Linked DNA regions of Hordeum vulgare: region 2 is linked to region 1. The links are chromatin contacts, called in public Hi-C maps. All regions are on one chromosome and are shown on one strand. The core of a region is the stretch at or near the end of the contact, and the rest is flanking DNA. Distances in the headings are between cores, read along the strand shown. Region 1 holds the start of LOC123439454 (O-fucosyltransferase 30). Region 2 holds the start of LOC123439525.

Evidence for each region. A called contact is a pair of places that touch in the nucleus more often than the background predicts.
Region 2: a Hi-C map of leaf shows a contact between it and region 1, with 5 times the contacts expected there. The contact joins the promoter of LOC123439525 here to the promoter of LOC123439454 in region 1. A contact is called at or near these places in 2 of 6 Hi-C or Micro-C datasets (both in leaf).

The regions. Positions count from the first base shown.
Region 1 is chr1H:387,042,604-387,046,244 of MorexV3_pseudomolecules_assembly, forward strand. It overlaps LOC123439454 (O-fucosyltransferase 30), which reads left to right and starts at 2,076. Exons shown (of 2, transcript XM_045116166.1): 1 at 2,076-2,592; 2 at 3,004-3,641. The coding sequence starts at 2,150. LOC123439444 (hexose carrier protein HEX6-like) reads right to left here and starts at 1,970. Exons shown (of 3, transcript XM_045116157.1): 1 at 1,614-1,970; 2 at 857-1,176; 3 at 1-389. The coding sequence starts at 1,752.
Region 2 is chr1H:387,346,792-387,350,432 of MorexV3_pseudomolecules_assembly, forward strand. LOC123439525 reads right to left here and starts at 1,928. Exons shown (of 6, transcript XM_045116252.1): 1 at 498-1,928; 2 at 95-238. The coding sequence starts at 1,928.

The sequences.
Region 1 (3,641 bases), core at 826-3,325:
CTGTACTTCCTCTTGAATATGTCTCTGAATGGATATATGGCTGCCCTTGAGAGGTTGCTAGCAGAGAACAGGTCGTCTAGCTCATTCTGCACAGAGGTGGTTCCACGCAGCTTCTGGAGCAGGGCTCTCGCCTTGTCGGTGTCGCCGTCCCGCTGGATTATGAAGCTTGGCGTCTCAGGGAGGAAGATTGCACCGATGGTCAGGAATGCAGCAGGGACTGCGGCCATGGATAGGGATATCCTCCAGCCCCATCCTGCCGTGAGTTTCACCACACAGTAGTTGAGGATGTTTGCAATGAGAATGCCGATGCTGATGCTGAGCTCGAACCCATTGTTGATCGCACCGCGGTACTGGGGTGGCGCCATTTCTGACAGGTACAATGGGATCGACTGAAAAAATAAATTTAACAGTAACCACAGTAAGGTATTTAGTGTACTTCACAATGTCCTTTTTGGAGAAAGTAAAATATTATTCTGAAACATCATATGCACTTGCTACAAGATAACACGACCTATTGGGTAGTCAATGCAATGATTCTTTGGATTTGGGAGACAGACATGTAAATTGTCATTGCAAGCATGTAGCTATCTATTGTCATCAACTTGGAGGTTGGGACAAATTACATATACAGGATTCTTATGTCTGTACACAATCCTTGTGTCACTGCTTCTACAGCTCCACACAGCCGCACAAGATTTGTGGATTGATGCAGGGTCCGGGAGGATGATCTTTCTATTAGAAATCTACAAATGCCTGAAGAAATTTCACTGTGCTACAGTTTTTTTTAATCTCCTGAACTACATGTTACACACTGACTTAAAAGATCATTAGCTTGAATTGCAGCAGAGAGAGTTACCTGGTTAGTGAACCCCAGGCCTATTCCCAGCAGGATCCGGTTGAGGAGAAGCATGGGCACGTTCACGGCTGCTCCCCCGAACGCCGAGCCGGCGATAAAGACGGTTCCACCGATCAGCATGGACGCACGGCGGCCAAACCTCCTCGTGACAGACGACGCGAACAGCGTCGCGATGAGGCCGGCGATATAGAGGGAGGAGGTGAAGACGGTGAGGAGCTCGCTGTCGAACTGGCAGTAGTTGCTGACATTGCTGTCCTGCTTGCGGCGGTACACCTCCGGGAAGAACGTCTTCAGAAATGAGTCCATGGAGGTGACACCGCCTAGAAGATTTCAGAACCGCATGCATTCAGTTTCAGGGAATTTGGGGTGGGAATGGGAATGGAATGCATATGTCGAACTAAGTTCATTGCGTAATGTTCACCGAATCCATTGCCCAATAATGGAATGATGGAACGCATCATTTTTTTTCTTTTTCTATAATCCCTCAAAAAAGTCTAGACCTAGATCATCTTGATCTGAAGGAAAATGGAACAGAGGAAAGCACCCTGAACTCATCAGATTTTGTGTCCCAATAATGGAAGAGAAAATCTGCACCACCACGAGGCACGGAAGCCATGAATGCACCGCAAGTAAGCCATGAATGCCATTTTAACTCCTTCCAAGTCAAGCTTCCAACTTTCAGTTCTCATATTCCTTTCTGTTGAGCCCAAAAGAGTTAACAATCTACTCTAGAAAGGAGTGAGGAAGATAGGCGGACCGGAGATGCCGAGGTCGTAGCCGAAGAGGATGCCGCCGCTGCCGGCGACGATGCAGGTCAGCACCACGAACGGCGTCACCCGGCCGCTGTACTCTCCGGAGCCGGCGGCCGGCGCGTCCACGAACGCCCCTATCGCCATCACTCCCTGCCCACCTAGTCCAAGGGCAGAGTGTCGTGTCGCGGGAGAGAGGGAGGGAGGGAAAGAGGATATAGAAATTTATCGGCGGATGGATTGCTGACGTGCGCCCACCGGCGGAGAAACGGCCGCACGTCGCCGGCGAGATTGACTGACACCTTTGACTACCTCTGGGGTCCCACCCGTCGACGGCCCTGTGGATTCTGGGATTCTTTTTTTTTTTGAGGAGGTATTCTGATTTTGTTGCGGCTGGAAATGATACTATGAGCAGTGGGCCCAAGTAAATTGGGCTTAACTTGTCCAATTGAGCCCATGGACTCTGTAGTTCTAACCCATTAGAGTTACTCACTTCGTATCGGATGCAACCGTAAGATCCGATCTGCCGGTGGCCGCCGGCGAGATGGACCTGCCGGCGAGCCGCGGCCGGTGGCGCAGGCGGAGCGCGCGGTCGAACGTGCGGCTACTTGTGGCCGTCTTGTTCCTCCTCCTCCCGGCATCCCTCCTGCTCTCCTCCTCCTACTCCTCCCTGCTCCGCTCCCTACTCCCCTTCTCCGCCTCCGCGCCCGGCAGTGACGGCGGCACCCCGAGGTGTGGGCGCTCCGCGGAGCTGCAGGGAGAGAGGTTCCTCTGGTACGCACCGCACAGCGGGTTCAGCAACCAGGTGGGCGAGCTGCGGAACGCTGCGGTTGCGGCCGCGCTGCTCAACCGCACCCTCGTCGTGCCCCCCGTGCTCGACCACCACGCCGTCGCCCTCGGGAGCTGCCCAAAGTTCAGGGTCGCCGAACCCTCCGACCTCCGAGCCGCCGTCTGGGACCACGCCATGCAGCTCCTCCGGGAGCAGAGGTAAAGGCCACACCACACCTTCTCTGCGTTGCGTCTGCTCGGTTTACTGATTCTTTGGAATGATGGGCTTTAGTAATCAATCATGTTGCGAGGTATTAAAGCTTCATTAGAATGTTAACAATGCAAACACCAAAAATGTAAGAATGCTAGGCAATCTTCATGATTTGGAATCACACTGATCCTAATTGATGGAGACTCCAGTACGGTGAGATTGCTGCCAAGAGAAATCTGGATATAGAGATGTAATGTGGTTGTTACACACTTACACTGCGGAGTACTCACTCTACTAATTAGCACAATAATGATATAATTTTTCTAGCTTGCAGTGTTCACAATGGGCTTCCATGTTCATTATGGATTTGGAATAACATCATGAGAATCAAGTCTTCATTCTGAATTTTTACGTTTCAGGTATGTTTCGATGGGTGACATAGTTGATCTGTCCCCACTGAAGCCTTTGGTTAAGACAATTGATTTCAGGGTGTTTGTTTCATTATGGTGCGGTGTAGATATGCGGAAAACTTGCTTTGCTGGGTTGTGCTGTGCTGTTTCTGGCGGTGGATCATTGCCAAGTGACTATGATAGATGCCGGTCTTTGCTGTCTGGTTTAGAAGGCAGTGAAAGTAGTGGTTGTGTGTACCCTGTTCAGGATGATTGTAGAACCACAGTCTGGACATATCAGGAGAATAATGATAGAGCACTGGATTCGTTTCAACCTGATGAAGAGTTAAAAAGGAAGAAGAAGATATCATATGTTAGGAGGCGTAAAGATATATACAAGAGTTTAGGGCCTGGTAATAAAGCTGAGGATGCTACCTTGTTGGCCTTTGGGACACTTTTTTCAGCACCATACAAGGGATCAGAGTCTTATTTTGATATCCATGAATCACCAAAGGATCATAGATTACAGAATCTACTTGAGAAAATTGAGTTCCTTCCTTTTGTCCCAGAGATCATGGCTGCGGGGAAGGAGCTTGCTAAGAGCAAGATTAAGGAGCCTTTTCTTTGTGCACAACTAAGATTGTTAGATGGCCAGTTTAAGAATCACT
Region 2 (3,641 bases), core at 678-3,177, 300 kb after region 1:
TATATAAAATCCAGTACCAGAGTGCACTCCAAAAATAGGTGCTTGCATTGCAAAGGAAACAGTTAATGATAATCTCATGTATCCAACTTCCTACCTGTAGCTGCTCACGGATAGTTGACACATACTTGAGCACATGATCCAAACAACATGACTGGGGATCAGAAACTCTAGAATGATAAGCAGCATCAACTTTGTAGATAAGCCCCAATAATTCCGAGGAACCCAAAACTTCCAATACCTGAACAATCCAAACAGCAGCAAGACAGCAAATGGCCATTAGTTCAACAAATATCAAGTACTGAAAGGCTTACTTTTGTTGAATTTGCTGTCATGATTTGAATAAACTTTGGATTAACACATTAAGCAAAATTCAGAACTGTCCGGATAATAGTCGCATATGCATGATGTCTAACAAATGCAAGATTACACTGATATGATTCCATTGTGCAGAAGGTGGGCATACTTCTGGAAATATGACCCAATAAGTGTGTACTAACCTTTGATACCATTTGCAGCACTGAAACGACATCAGAATGAATAAACTTATGAGCAAACCCCAAGAAATGGACTACCAGTGAACTATAGAACAAATAGTTGGACAGCACGAACCCCTGCCATGCTGGAGAGTACCCTACATCACACCTTTGCATCTTTCCATCAGTAACGCAATTCACATTTCGTCCGCCAGGAGGTGGCAGATCGTACTCATTCAGACCACCTTGCTGAACCTTCCATGGTTCCATATAGACCACCCAAGCAGAAAAGACCTGAGCAATGTTCTTGATATCTGCATCCCTGGAGCAGAACATGAACGTCCTTAGCACAAACCGATACAATGGTCTCTGCATCAATGGATTCCAGTAGCTAGCGGGACTGTCACACGACTCCTTCCTTGAGAGCATTCCATCAAACACATTGCATGTGTCAGCGAGTTTGCAGACACTGCTCCTGGTCAAATACATCACCAACAGCTTCACTGCATCTCCAAGTCCTGGAGCTGGCAGTCTCTCAGACAGTGTAGGATTTGCGCGAGACAGAAGTGACAGTAAAGGCAACCCATAGGAACGGCAAGTCCGAACAGGCAGCGGCGAGAAATCGTCCCCAACAAGCCAGAACTGTACGAGTGTGTGCACGAAGAACTCGGCTCGTCTGAAGGATCCAGCAGCGTCTACACCATCTCTGGCATCCCGATGCAGCAATGTACCGAAACCAGCACGTGGCGGGGCGCAGTCCCTGGGCACGAACTCCTTAAGGTAGGCGTACAGAAGCTTCAGGTATAGCGATCTATCGGGCTTCCGATCGGGATTGCGGCCGGTCGTGGATGTGAGGGTGGACACCCAACTCTCGAGGAGAACGCGTGGCTTAAGCGAGGGTTTCGAAGTGGAGGTCGATCCTTTCGAGGCGCGGGCGGCTGCCTTGGCCGTGGCGGCGGAGATGGGGTAGTACGCGAACCAGAAAAGGTAGTACTCGAACACCGAGAGATGAAGCTTGGAGCCGACGCGGCCCGCGAGGAGCGGCGAGATCACCTTATCGGAGGAGGCCGCGGTGGACGACAGCGCGAAACCGAGCCAATCGGGGAGCCGCTCGCGAGGGAACGTGAAGCGAGCGAGGGAGTGGCGATCCGCGGCGGAGATGGCGACGAGGAGCGGCCCGGAGGGGGAGAGGAGCGACGCGATGAGGTTGGCGAGGGCGGCGTCGCCAGCGGCGAGGTCGAGGAAGCACGGCGAGGCGGGGGAGCTGGAGACGAACAGGCGGAAGAGGAGCGCCGGGAGCGCGTCGGCGAAGAAGGCGCGCGGCTGGTTGGCGCCGGAGCGGTGGCGGCGGAGGAAGTCCGCGACGGACGAGACGGCCGCCGCCGCGGCCCGCGGCGTGGACGCGGCGAGGACGGCCGCCGCGAGCCCGGCCGCGGAGCCGGTCGCCGGCGGCATATCACCGCCGCGCGGAGGGAGGGCGCGCGGTAGGGTTTTTGGTGGGGAATTTTGGCGAGGCGCGTTGGGGAGGACGAGAGGATTTGAAACGGGGACCGGAACTGGAATGGAGCTTTCGAAGATTTCGCAAATGGCGCCCTGCGAAAAGCGTTTCCTCCACGCTCTCTCCCCTCGCCCCGACTTTTTTGCGTCAGGGTGAACTATAGATTACCTCGCTGACCGGTGGGTCCATAAAGAGCACGGCGTCTGCCTGTTGGTGGGTATGGTTGCGTGTCAAGGTCCTGGGTCGAGAAATGCATTGATGATGTGGCTCGGTGTTGGGTTTGTGGGACGGCAACGGCAAGCTGTGTGTTGGCTTGAAAAGGACGCTGTGGACAAATTCGGCTGGGCTCCTGGCCAAGCTCGGCTTAATATTTTTTTGGCCGGCCCAGTTTTGTTTCTTTTTTTCCTGTTACCTTTTTTCTTCTCTGTTTTTTCTTTTTTTGGTTCGTTTTTTATTTCCTTTTTCCTTTTCTTTTTTAATTGAAGCAAATACATTTTTCGAATTTAAAGAACAATTTTTTAAATCATGAAAAAAAATCTTGAGATCAAATTTTGAAAAGGAGAACAATTTTAAAAAACCACGACAAAATTTGAAAGGACGAACAAATTTTAAAGCACAATCATTTTTTGGATTTTGAGAACAATTTTTGAAACCGAGAACACATTTTTAAAGCACGGACATTTTTTGAATCTTGAGAACAAAATTTTGAAAAGTGACAAAATTTGGAAGTGCGGACAATTTTTCAACCACGAACATTTTCTCAATCTTGAGAACAAAATTATGAAAATGTGAACAATTTTGAAAAAACCCAAAAAAATTGAAAGCACAACAAATTTCTAAAGAACGAACATTTTTTGAATTTGGAGAAAAAATTTGAAACCAAGAACAATTTTAAAAAAACGTGAACAAATTTGGAAGCGCAAACAATTTTTTAAAGCACGAACATTTTTTGGATCTTTAGAATAAAATTATGAAAAGGAGAACAATTTTGAAAAACCTCGAACAAATTTGAAAGCGCAAAAAAAAATTAAGCACAAACATTTTTTGAATTTTGAAAACAAATTTTGAAACTGAGAACTATTTAAAAAACCATAAACAAATTTGGAAGCGCAAACAATTTTTTAAAGCACGAACATTTTTGAATCTTGAGAACAAATTTTGAAACTGAGAACAAATTTGAAAAACCCCAAACAAATTTGGAAGCGCGAATAAATTTTTAAAGCACGAACATTTTTTGAATTTTAAGAGCAAATTTTGAAATCAAGAACAATATTGAAAAATCCTAAACAAATTTGGAAGATGAACAATTTTTTAAAGCACGGAAAAAATTTGAATCTTAAGAATTTTTTTGAAACTGAGAACAAATTTGAATCTTAAGAACAAATTTTGAAACCAAGAACATTTTTGGAAAATACAGAATAATTTTTTAAAATTGAGAGCATTTTTTGAAAATCAAGAACATTCTTTGAAACAGAAACAGGAAAGAAAAAAGAAACAAAAAAACAAAAATGAAAATGAAAAAGGAAAAACCCGGCTCGGGGAACCTTCTAGAAATTATCCAAAACCTCGCACTGTAACCCCTGCTAACGAGCTAGCCCATTTGTGCGAAGCCCGTCTCCCGCTATGTGCGAAGCCCTGACACGGCTTCGCATAGAGCAGCGAATAGGGTT